Linked DNA regions of Mus musculus: region 1 is linked to region 2. The links are chromatin contacts, called in public HiChIP or PLAC-seq maps. All regions are on one chromosome and are shown on one strand. Each heading gives the region's core, a stretch centred on a gene start, on an enhancer-like site or on the middle of the called end of the contact. The rest is flanking DNA. Distances are from core to core; before and after follow the strand shown. Region 1 overlaps Atp10b (ATPase, class V, type 10B). Region 2 has its middle 120 kb from the start of Atp10b.

Region 1 (5,971 bases), core at 506-3,005, 150 kb after region 2:
TACATATGACCATGGTTGTATACTATATAGGGCAGGGTCTGGATGTCCTCTAACTCTCTCCTATATCCCTTCCCCCATGCTAGTCTTTCTTCCCCGAAACCTGCTTCCTGTCTTAGTTCCTCTGCCTTCCCAATATTGTGGATCGAATAGCAGGTTCTTACTCTTCTCTGGGCTTCTGTAGATGTTGCTACTTCTCATTCTTCTTCACCCCATCTTCCAGTTAATCAATTCACTTTCTCATCCAATGCTATAGAATGTCTAGTTGTTAATGCCTGGCTTGGATTTTCATTGCCATTATTTATTGGCAGAGGTGACACGTTATGATTGTATCTTCTGTGAACAGCTCAATATAGCTTCTCGAGTTGAAATTTATACTCTGCTTTTTACGGCCTCTTTTGCCAAAAACATTGGGTTTTCCCATTGTTTTCCCGTGTTTTTGTTATCTCTAACAAGACAGTTTTATACAGAGAAGGTTTGTCTTTACAGTGAATACTCCCTTAAGACATCACTGCCCCTCCTATGGCAGTTGTCCAGAGTTTATGCCTCATGTCACTTATTTATTTTTTCACTGAGTGTAGATGACAGGCCTTCTCTGTGAAGTAATGCAATGACATATTCCTGGGGTCGAAGACAAAATAAACACAGGCCAGGGAATAGACTAAGCCAATGAGTTCTAATCAGAAATTAATGACTGCATGACACAGTCCTTGGTAAACAACTCTACTAATATTTCTTTTGGAAATGATCCGGGGACAAAATCATTCTTTTTCTGATATTTTGTTGGAATGTCAAACCCAGACATTATAAGGAATATGTCACAGCAAGACCTTAAGATTTATTAGTCTTGAATTAAAACAAAAAACAAAACAAAACAAAAAAACCATAATATCCATCTACTTGGAAAAAGGAAACTCAACCTACAAGGAAGCATTAAGGTCCCGTTCAGATGGCCTTCCAGCCCAAGCCATGTTCTTGTATGCCAGTAGCTGTGGCAGGAAGACTGTCCAGATGACTGGGAATGTAGACTAGCCCCTCCTCCAGAGACAGATGGAAGGGATTACTCATCACACCCAGTGGTTATCTTGAAAAGGACAATCACCAACCAGGAACTAGAAAGTTTGCCAAGTGCCAGTAATTGTTAGTAGTTTCAGATAGGGTTTGCAGAAATTAGGGCTTCCTTCATTTGCATTCCAGGAAGGAAACAATGATTTATCCCAGCAGATGATGTATGGTGAACATTTGCTATCACGATTTAGATACCCTAGTGAAACACTTTTTTTTTCTTTAAAAGAGTGAGTGAAGAGGAATTCCCCAATTCTACAGTATTCCTCCTCACTGCTTTTTTAGTTGGCATGGTGTTCTGCCAGCCTTTTAACTCCTTTATGGCATGGCCCATTGATCAGATTAGGAGAGGTATCCCTACCCTTGCTTTGTTGGGCTAATCCAGGTCCAGGAATCTTCATGGTGGCCCCCTCTCCTGAGCACCATGAGAAAATGGACTCAGCAGTAAGCAAGCGTAGTGATAACTGACTCCACTCTTCTCTTTAACAGACATCCTCGGCTCCTAGTAAAATCTGGATGAATACATGTGTTCTGTGTTAGAGGAAAGGCCGGCTGTTTCCTTTCCTTCAATGAGCACAGAATTTCTAGATTGACAGGGGTTTCAAAATGATTTGAAACATGAATCCTGTACTCTAAGACCATATGACTGTGAGTCACTGTTACTTTATAGCTGTGTTTCTCAACCTTCCTAATGCTACAACCCTTTAACACAGTTCCTCGTGTTTTGGTAACCTCCAACCATAAAAACATTTCTGTTGCTACTTCATAACTGTAACTTTGCTACTGTTATGAATCATAATGTAACTATCTGATATGGAAGAATTCTGATATAAATGACCCCCCCCCATCAGTTAACCCCCAAAGGGGTCACAACCCACAGTTTGAGAACCACTGCTTTATACCTTGTGTGACTCCAAAACAAGTAGTAATGCTTTCAGTGTTCATTAACAAAGAAAAATACAGATTTAGCAAAACTACTGTGGAATTGGTGACCTTTTGTGGGAATTAATCATCTACCAGTCTTGATTAAAAACAGGAGTCTCTAAACAAAAGGGTGTGAGTATAGGAAGGTCAGGCGGGCCACACTGGTGAGAGTGAGGTAAAATGAGGGGCAGAGGAAACAATAAGCAGGATTATTAAACGTGTACAAAATGGTCATAGAACAAATGTAAACATTTAAAATATAAATGATTGGAGCACAAATAATTAAAAATAAAATTCTCACAAAATTTGTAAAGTAACACTACATCTATGTTACGAAAGAAAGTGTGCTGTGTGGCCATGGAGTGGAGTGACCACTACAGGGAATTGTGTTCTTTTCTTCACAAGTAACAGAATTCTGTGAGATGGTTCTAGATAATTGGAACAAAAGAGAATTGTAATAAGAATGCGGTAGGAAAAGGAAGGGAAGGAAGAACATATAATAAGGCTCGGTGGTTGAAAAGAAAGCTTGAGGATTTGGACTTAGAAACCACAACTAGGAATCCAAGATGACAGTGAAGGACTGAAAGGAATAATAAGTTAACGGTCTTGTGTGATTTTCCTTCCTGGAGTCATTGCACTCAGCTCACAGTCCCACAGTGGGACAGCATAAGAGGCAGGATGCCTTGACTTACGTCAAGATGTGAGCAAGGGATGAAGGGGCTACAGGAGCTTGTTTTGCAAAGAATATGGAAGAGGAGATAAGGAAACATGGAGCAGTGGTCTACTAAAATATCAAAAAGTGAAGCAGGGACTTGTTAACCAGTTTAATTGAATGACTTGATAATCCATTGTGAAAATAACATGATGGTAAGTAAACTTAAAAAAGTAAAACTGGAAGAACACGTAAGGGGTTTCCTGTCCTAACCTGTTCTCACTGTTACAATATGCTCCAGCCAGATTGCTTTAGATTGCATTTCCTGGTGGCCTTGACAGTGGCCAGCTTGCTGTATCTGAGATAAAGGTCAGCAAAAAGTAAGACAACACAGCCTGGGAAGTTATGACACCCTGACTTTTGGACCACTTTGTTTTGCTTTCAAAGGTACCAAATGGACACACCTGAGCAAGACTGGGAACTGGGTGTTGTTTATCGCTATAGTAATTGTTGTGTCAATACCCACTTCCTCCTCTCTGAATCTCTTTCCCTTTCCCCAAGATCCATGTCCTGATATCCAATAAATACTCAAAATCATGAAAGAGAAAAGAATGAATGCATGAGACCTCAACTTTGAAGACAGTTTTTATGAGTCAGCTGTTCTAGTTTGCATTCTTGCCATAGTCAAGACATGACCAAAAGCCGTTGGGGTTCAAAAAGAGTTTATTTCATTTTACAGCTTATTCATGATAAAGGGAAGTCAGGACAAGAACTCAAGGCAGGAATAGAAGGAGAGATTATGGAGGGGTACTGTTCACTAGCTTACTCCTCCTGGTTTGCTAGCTTTACTTTCTTATATATCCTAGGACCACCAGCCCAGGGATGCCACTACCCACTGTGGGCCCTTCCAAATCAATCAAGAAATGCCCCACAGATTTTCCCATAGGCAAATCTGTTACATGCCAACTATGAGATGATGTTCCGTTTATTCTCAACTATACACTTGCCCACACGTCCTAAATTTACATTGGGATCTTATTAGCATGTGCCTGACACAGGGAAAAATAGTCTGGCCTTCCCTAAAGCCCTGCAGAGACATATACCCTCCTCTGAAAGAGGGTTATCTCTCCCTGTGCTTTGGTTGCAGTCAGTGGGACTCTCGTCAAAGAGCAGCAGCTTATGGGGGAAGGGGGGAACAATTAAAAACAAGAATCTGCTTAGATTAAGTTTATCCATGAAATAGAATAATCTGGAGGGTGGTGAGATGAGCCCTGCCCTACCTGGGAGGAGAATCAAAGTTTGCTGAGCCTGGTTGATGTTAGATGGCCTGGTAATTACATACATCCTTTGGCAGTCACAAAAGCTTCCCTGGAGGAACCACATCTTGTCCTTACGGGAAGTAGGGCCACGTCGTCATGTTTAGAGGACACAGTATTGGGGGTTTGAAAGATAGTTCAGTGGTTAAAAGAGTGTGTACCGCTCTTGCAGAGGACTTAAGTTTGGTTTCCATAACTACAACAGAATGATCACAGCTGAATGTAACTCCAGCTCTAGGGGATAGAACACTTTTCTTTTTTTTATATCTTAAGGGTATCTTCACTCACATGTATGTATCACATACACATACTTTAAAAATAATAATAAACATTTGCAAAAGCAGGGCTCTTGTGTCTTCTGCATCTATTTTGGAGAGTGCAAGAAGAAACCAAGGTAGCGAGAGAGGGAAAAACCAGCCCTCCACAAGATGAAGACAGAAGAGCCATGGGCAGTGCCTGGAAAGAAGGAGTCAGAGAAAAGACACAGCAGGTTTGCTCTGAGCAAGAACAGGGCAAGAGAGTCGACCTTCACCATGACCTTGGCCGGAGCCCCACAGGGCGTGATTCAGGGGCAACAGGGACTCTGAGCTGCTGCAGGATTATTAGCTGCCACTCCTTTCTGAAACCCAGCAGTGATCTGAGTGGTATGGGTCAGGACCAAAGCGCATGGCTTAATCAAAAGTGCAAAAGCAGCCCACAAATTACAGCATGATTTGTCATCATCTCCGGACTCACTGTTTGTCCCTGAAAGAATCAATACCTGGAGGGACAAGAGCCATATTTTTAGAAACTCCTGGATGGGCAATTTATTTCAAGTGAGTAGAGAGTTTATTTATGTTGGCACCCCCATGGGTGTAATGGACAGTATATTTACACAAAGACAGGAAATGCTATCATTTCTTCTAATCAAATTGCCCCTTTGAACAGCTGTAGCTTACAACCCTGAATGACAAATTTACTCGCTCATATGTTCAAAACTATACCCAGGAACCATGCCCATTATGGTCTTCAGCATTGCTGCCTTCTGTTTGGATAGAATGATATGCATTGCAGAATTCTTCTGAATAGATTCTATTTTCTAAGGCACCAATGGGATAGGCAGGGCTGGTGATATTAGCTACATTCTACAGATAAAGAAACCAAGGCTCAAGTGTTAAATGCTTTGCTGAGCACTAGAGTTGGAAAGCAATATCTCACCATCTCTAGCTGATTTTACTCCTATTATACTATATCTGAAACAACTTCAAGGAGAGTTTCTATAGTCAAAACCAATTATACAAATATTCTATCAGAAAAGAACTAAAAGAAATTATATATATATATATATATACATTATAGATATTCTATTTCAGGTGTTCATAAAAATATTTAAATTGACATTCAAACTGTTCAAGGCAGGCTGGGAAAGAGGGCTCAGTAAGTAAATGCTTGCTATAAGTACATGAGGACCTGACTTGAAATCCCAGCACCTATGTGAAAAGTTGGGCATAGCAGTGTCTGCCTGTCATCTAGGTGCTAGGCAGAGTGGGCTGAGAAGAGCTAGATCATGTGGGCCAGCTGGACTAGTCTCATCAGTGATTCAGTAAGACACACACACTGACTCAAAATAAATAAGGTATCAAACATTAAGGAAGGTGTGAGATATTCACTTCTAACCTACACTTGCAACATACATATACATCACATGTATGCATGTTGTTTGAAGGACTATTCCAGACACAAGACCATGAACTCATTTTTGAAATGTAAAACTGTATATGAATACATGCATATGTATGTAGTTATTTCTAAGTCCTGGAAGTGTACTATACATACAGCATGTATAATAGAGCAGCATGCAGTTAGTGTGCCCATCACCCCTTATTTTACTGCTGTTGGTATTAAGACACTGGCTTGCTAAGTAGCCAACTTAGCATTGAACTTGTGACTCTTCTGCCTCAGTGTTCTGAGAGCAGGAATTATTACCAATACCATGAAAAGCCCTTCCTTTCCCCCATATATTTCTGTGTCATCCAGT
Region 2 (5,880 bases), core at 1,941-4,440:
GTATGTATATAAGTATGCATGAAAACCTATGGGATTGTGGAGATACGTGGTTGGACCCAACCAGAATGTGTGTGTGTGTGTTTTCAGTATAAATTACTTCTTTCTTTCCCTTTCTTTTTTTCCTCTGGTTCATGGAGAGTTAACGTGTTCCAGATCTCTTGCTGACTAGACCAGAGGTCCTAGAGCTAGAGAGAAAAGAACCTTAGCAAATAAGCCTTTTTTTTTCTTCTTAATTCCCTGCTGCTGCCAGCAGTTTATTACCAGAAAACAGCAGCATTTAGCCACAGAATAGTCAGAAACAAGCTCTTATTAACACAACATAGTAAGAGAAAAGGAGCCTGTATTTATTAGCACAAAAAATTACTAAGAGAGCTTCCAGAGGCCTTCAGCTTCTGGCCCCCAAAATAGTCAGAGAGAGATAACAAGTCCAGAGGTAATCAGTCAATCTTTGGCCTTGTCCAGTACCTCAGTACTTGATGCCAGGAAGGTCCCCAGCAATGGGGATACTTTTAGTCCCCTGGAAATGTGACAAGAGTATTGTTTCATACAACTAGAAACTAAACAATGGTTTTTGCAAAGGGTTGTCATAATGCAAAACTCTCAACACACTTTCAGTTTGACCACAGGGATCTTCTGCTTTTACACAATGAGGGGAGAACCTACTGACACAGACTCACAGTTCAGGAAGTTACAAGAAACAATGGAAGAATAGATTATGGGGAAAGAAGGCACATCTAGTGGCAGAGATGGGTACTGAAGGAAGGGCCTGGGAACACATAACATTTAATCTTAGTCTTGAAGGATATGGTTAGGCAGAAGTAAATACATGAATCCCTGAGTGTCTTGGGAATCTGGTGGAGAGAAATGATTTTCCTCTCTTGATGTGGTAAGTACAGAAGTAAAGAAACATTGCAAATGATCCTCAGAGGGTGCTATTCAATTAGCAAGGAAGAGAGTAGATACTGTTGTGAGACCAGATCTTTGCAAAGGTCACTCTATATAAATATAAATATAAATATAAATATAAATATAAATATAAATATAAATATAAATATAAATATAAATATAAATATAAATATAAATATAAATATAAATATAAATATAAATATAAATATAAAGGAGTAGAGAGAAACAGGAGCAACCATGTGACCTCATTTTGTCCTCCTCAGTAAACAGTCAATTGGTGAGCACATGTCAGGCATTCCACAAATATTTCACTTGATTGCAGCAAGTCCACCACAATCAGGAATCTGTGGAAGCTAGAAAACTAGAGAAATGATCCATTGTTTCTAAGGAAATTAGTTGTTTTTTACTGAAAAGTCATGAATCAATGACTTGGGTATGAGATCCAATCAAGAATCATTCCCAAAAGAGATCTGCATTTCCTTTCTTCAGGATAGCAAGTCGGGATTAGGTTTAAGGAACAGATAATAAAAACATGGGAAACTTCAGGAAAACAAACAATTCTCTCTCTTATTTTTCTTTATATCTTTCATCTCCATATTGACCTTATTTTTAATAAGCTTTATTATTAAAAATATTGTAAGAGAGAAGAATCTATTTTCAACTAAAAAATAAAAATAACTTGCAAGTAAAAATACCACACACCAAAATCATCCATACCCAGGGTCTACATAAAACTTATTGAACTTATATACAACTAGAATTAATATTCATCACTGAAGCTGTTACATTTCAAATTAAAGATTGTACTTTCAGTATCAAAAGTATTTTATACACTTATCTACCACAAAACAAATATTATTAGAATTAGAAAACAAGTTAGCTTTATGTTCTCTGTCATAACTTGTGCCCTTGACCTGAATTCATCTTGCCTTATTTCTGCTAAGAATCAAACAATCTCTAGGAAAACAGAATGGCTTAGCCAAACATCTTATCTGCCTACCCCCAAAGTAACAGAAACCTGTGCATGACCTACTTCCAAACACAGGAAGAAAAATCTCTACATAGACATCAAATCTCCTAAGTCACACCCAGAATTCTTCTTGCTTCTCACTCAACACGATCATGCTTTGTTAGGCAAATATTAGAATTTGGAAAAGGACTTTTTGATTGAAAGCGCTGTGGTATGTCTTCAGCCTCACACTGCTGTCTATGTATGACCTAAGTTGACCCTTACCCATGACTCCAGAGAAGAGAGGGTGGCCAGACTCAAGCCTGTGGGTGGAGACAAAATTTCATTCTTCTTTAGGCTAAGTAGTACTTTACTGTATATAGCCTCCTTTCTTTTCCCATTCATCTATTTGTGGGAAGCTAGGTTGATATCTTCACTATTATCTATAATGCCACAAGAACCATGTGCATGCAGGGAGCTCATTTGTATGCTGACTTGCCCAACGTATGTGGCTATGCATCAAAAGACAGGATAACTGGATTCTGCAGCAGACCTATTGTCGGTGTCTTGAAGAATGACCTTCCTGTTCTTGACAATGACTATACTACTTTGCATTCCTTATGGCAGTGTTTGGGAATTCCTATTTCTCCATATATGTTCTCAGTATTTGTTACCTTTTATCATTTTTATATTAGCTTTTCTAACCAGAATGAGATGCTGTGTTGTGGTTTTGATTTGCATTGCTCTGTTTGCAAAACCTACTGAGTGTTTTTAAATATGCCTTAATATTTGCATTCTTTCTTTGGAGACAATGTATTCTGATTATTTTCTCACTTAATTACTTGTTATTTTTATGTTAAAAGGTTTTGGGCTTCCTTGGTGTCTGATGAATGGCAGATAGATCATTTCTTCCTTTTAGTACATTGGTCTTCACTCTGGGTTTCTTTTGCTATGCAAATGCTTTTTAGAATGGCACCATAGTTAGCATCAACTGGCACAAACCTAGAGTCACCTGGGAAGAGAGAACCTCAACTGGAAAACTTCCCAGATCAAATGGGTTTGTAACTGTGTTCGGGGGGCTCTTGTGGTTAAAATTAATTAGTGGTTTATTGCAGGAAATGTTAAAAAAAAAAAAAAAAGAAAGAAAGAACTGGCAGATTCCAGCGCTTGTGCCTCCGCCCTGGCAGTCTGGCCGGCCATGCACTGGCGGGCAATGGCAGACCTGTTTTTATCTGATGGAGACTCTGACTCAGAACTCCACAATCTCTCCACCCAGCTCACTAGGTTCCCACTGGCAGGCTGTTACCATGCCAATCCAGTGTTTCAAATCCCCCACAGCCTTTGTGGTGCACATCTGGTAAACCCACTCTTTGCCATCACCATACTCTTCTCTCTTGAAGTTAGGCAAGTCACCATGTAAGGGAAAACGCAACACAACCTTAGTTCAGACACAATGGTAACTCAATCTCTGGGTGCAACAACTAAAACCAAATCTTGTAAGCCTTATTAAAATCTGATTTCTCCAGTGATGAATCCTTGCAGATCCACCATGATGGCAGGAAACTCTAGCAGCTACATCTTAACCATTTGCTGTCCCCGTGCCAAAGGGGCCGTAACTCTCCCCTGGTTCCCTTCTTTCTCTGTCCAACTCGCCCAGTGAGTGGTTCTTTTATTCATTAGGGGATTGGTTCACAAGAAGTCACCTGAGTATGACTCACTCCTTGTCCACAGCCCCTCCCAGGAGAGCAGAATTAACATACAAACAGCACCGGGCCCATCCACAACAGTGGTTTCTACCCCACCTTAGATCATTTAGTTCCCAAATAAAAGACACAAAATTTTTATCTTTATAATAAGCTGAAAAGCACTAGAGCTGGGCAGACCTCAAACCTCTGCACTATTTTGTTTACTTCCCTGTCAGTAACCGTGAGATATCACTTGCCATGTTCTACCTGGGCGGCTCCTATACCAATTGGCCAGCCCTTCTGGCCATGCTTTCAAGATCCACCTTCCCCAAGGCATCTTCTTCCTCCTCCTTCTCTCATTCTCTTTTCCTCATGGCCTCTGCCTCAGACCCCAAGCCTGGCAACCAAAGCTTTGCCTACCTCTCTTCTACCCAACTATAGACTGTAGGTATCTCTATTCAGCCAATCATTTAAAACTAGAGCAAGGTTACATAGCATCATTTGGTATACATGAGAATCTCCTGAGGCTTTCCTCATGGGGGAGACCTAATGTTGGGGGTCAGTATTTAGTATCGTGATGCATGGCAACATACCAAACCTTAACAGGGAACATTTTCTTAATAGTGCATTGACATAGAAGGGCTAATGTGGGCAATTCCATCCCTGGGCAGATGAGTATGAATGATAAAAGTAGTAGCTGAGCTAGCCAAAGGGGTAAGCCAGTAAAGAGTTTCCATTTTAAGCTTGTGCTTTAGTCCTTGCCTTGGTTTTTTTTTTGTTTGTTTGTTTGTTTTTTTTTTCATGATGGATCATAGCCTGTAAATATAACCCCGTTCCTCCTCAGGTTGTTTTGGTCATGGTGTTTACCACAGCCACAGAGAGCAAACTACAACAGTTGTATTCTTGCTTGCCAGCTGTTTGCTCTTGTTAACTATGTGGTTTCTTTGTAAAGAGTTATTTAGAATTTTTTTGCATGTGTCAATGTCTTAAGTGTTTCCTCTCTAAGGTTTTCTGGAAGTTTTAGATTCTTGTTCCTTGTGGCTGTTTTCTTTGGGTTGGACATAATTGTTGTCATCTGTGTTGGACCAGAGCACTTAACGGTCATGCTCACAAGATCCTCTCAATATTGTCCCTACTAATATTCCCACCTGGAAAGGCTAGAGGGCTCAGAAGATAGATGTAGTCTCTCCCTTCTCCAAGTATATATAAGCAGTTAACAATTGCTGGCAAGGAGAATCTTTGGAGTTTGTCTTAGTCACTGTTCTATTTCTGTGAAGAGACACCATGACCAAGGCATCTCTTCTAAAAGAGAACATTTAATTGGAAGCTTGCTTACAGTTTCAGAGTTCAGTCCATTATCTTCATGGCAGGGAGCCTAGCTACATGCAGACAAGCATTGGAGCAATAGCTGAGAGCTCCCTTCTGAACCATAGGCTACCTGGCTTGAGCTTTTGAAACCTCAAGGCTCACCCCGGTGACATACTTCCTCCAACAAGGCCATGTTTCCCAATCTTTTCAATTTTTCAGAGTTTTACTCCCCAGAGACTAAGCATTAAAATTGATGAGCCTATAGGGACCATTCTTATTCAAGCCATCTGTGGTGTAGCCCATCCTTCTGTAAGTAACTCTTGTCTGTGTTGGGTAGAATCCTTTCTTTGGTCTATCATTGTTTTACTCTCAGGTGACTGGAAACCAACTGTTCCAGTTAGTCAATAGGCTTACCTTTAGTGCTTTGGCTCACCGTGAGTTTATATTTTCCCTTGCAATTATCTTGGAATTTGGGCATATAAATAATATTGTGTTAAGGTAAGGATTTTTTTCTGGTCATGTTTTTCTAGAGTCATTTGAGGCTCCTGCACAAGGAGGATTTCCCAAGATTGAAGAAACTTTCTGTAATTATTTCATTATGTAGATTTTTCTATGCCTTTAACTTTTCACTTCCTAGTATTCAAAATGGAGGTTCCCCCCTCTGGTTCTTAGTCATGTTTCTCTGTCTCATAATATATATTGCATGGCACACACACACACATACACACACACACACACACACGAGAATTAAGGGAATATTGACTCTGTCAAAGGAGAGTATTCCTTACTCTTCAGTCCACTGATTTGGAAATGTATGTGGATTTAGCATCTAATCTTTAGTTGAGATGGATTATTTAGGATTTGCTGCAGCAGCAGGTTAATAAATTTGACCCTTACATCAAAAGATTTGAAGGCAAGGTCAGCCTTGTTTCCATCAGTGTCAGAGAATAGCAATTATCTCAAGCTTTCTCTGCAGTCTACAGCCCAGGCTCCAGCTTCCCAAAATGTAAGAGACATTTTTCTCTCTTCTTT

Evidence for each region. HiChIP or PLAC-seq counts read pairs in DNA pulled down with a chosen protein or histone mark.
Region 1: a contact with region 2 is called in an HNF4G HiChIP or PLAC-seq map of pancreatic cancer cells. The contact joins two enhancer-like sites. A contact is called at or near these places in 2 of 39 promoter capture datasets (hippocampal neurons and liver), 2 of 115 datasets of contacts at active chromatin or transcription factors (a colorectal cancer cell line and pancreatic cancer cells) and 1 of 9 other capture datasets (embryonic stem cells).

The regions. Positions count from the first base shown.
Region 1 is chr11:43,181,971-43,187,941 of GRCm38.p6, forward strand. All of the region lies in intron 4 of Atp10b (ATPase, class V, type 10B), which reads left to right. Among named protein-coding and RNA genes, the nearest start is that of Atp10b, 35 kb to the left of the region's middle. Within about 2 kb of position 1,756, at least 50 of the 459 cell types and tissues checked have an H3K27ac peak or open chromatin away from gene starts, as enhancers often do. A contact at or near this core is called in pancreatic cancer cells, where this site is marked.
Region 2 is chr11:43,028,796-43,034,675 of GRCm38.p6, forward strand. It overlaps a transcript of Atp10b not described here. Among named protein-coding and RNA genes, the nearest start is that of Atp10b, 120 kb to the right of the region's middle. Within about 2 kb of position 3,191, at least 10 of the 459 cell types and tissues checked have an H3K27ac peak or open chromatin away from gene starts, as enhancers often do. A contact at or near this core is called in pancreatic cancer cells, where this site is marked.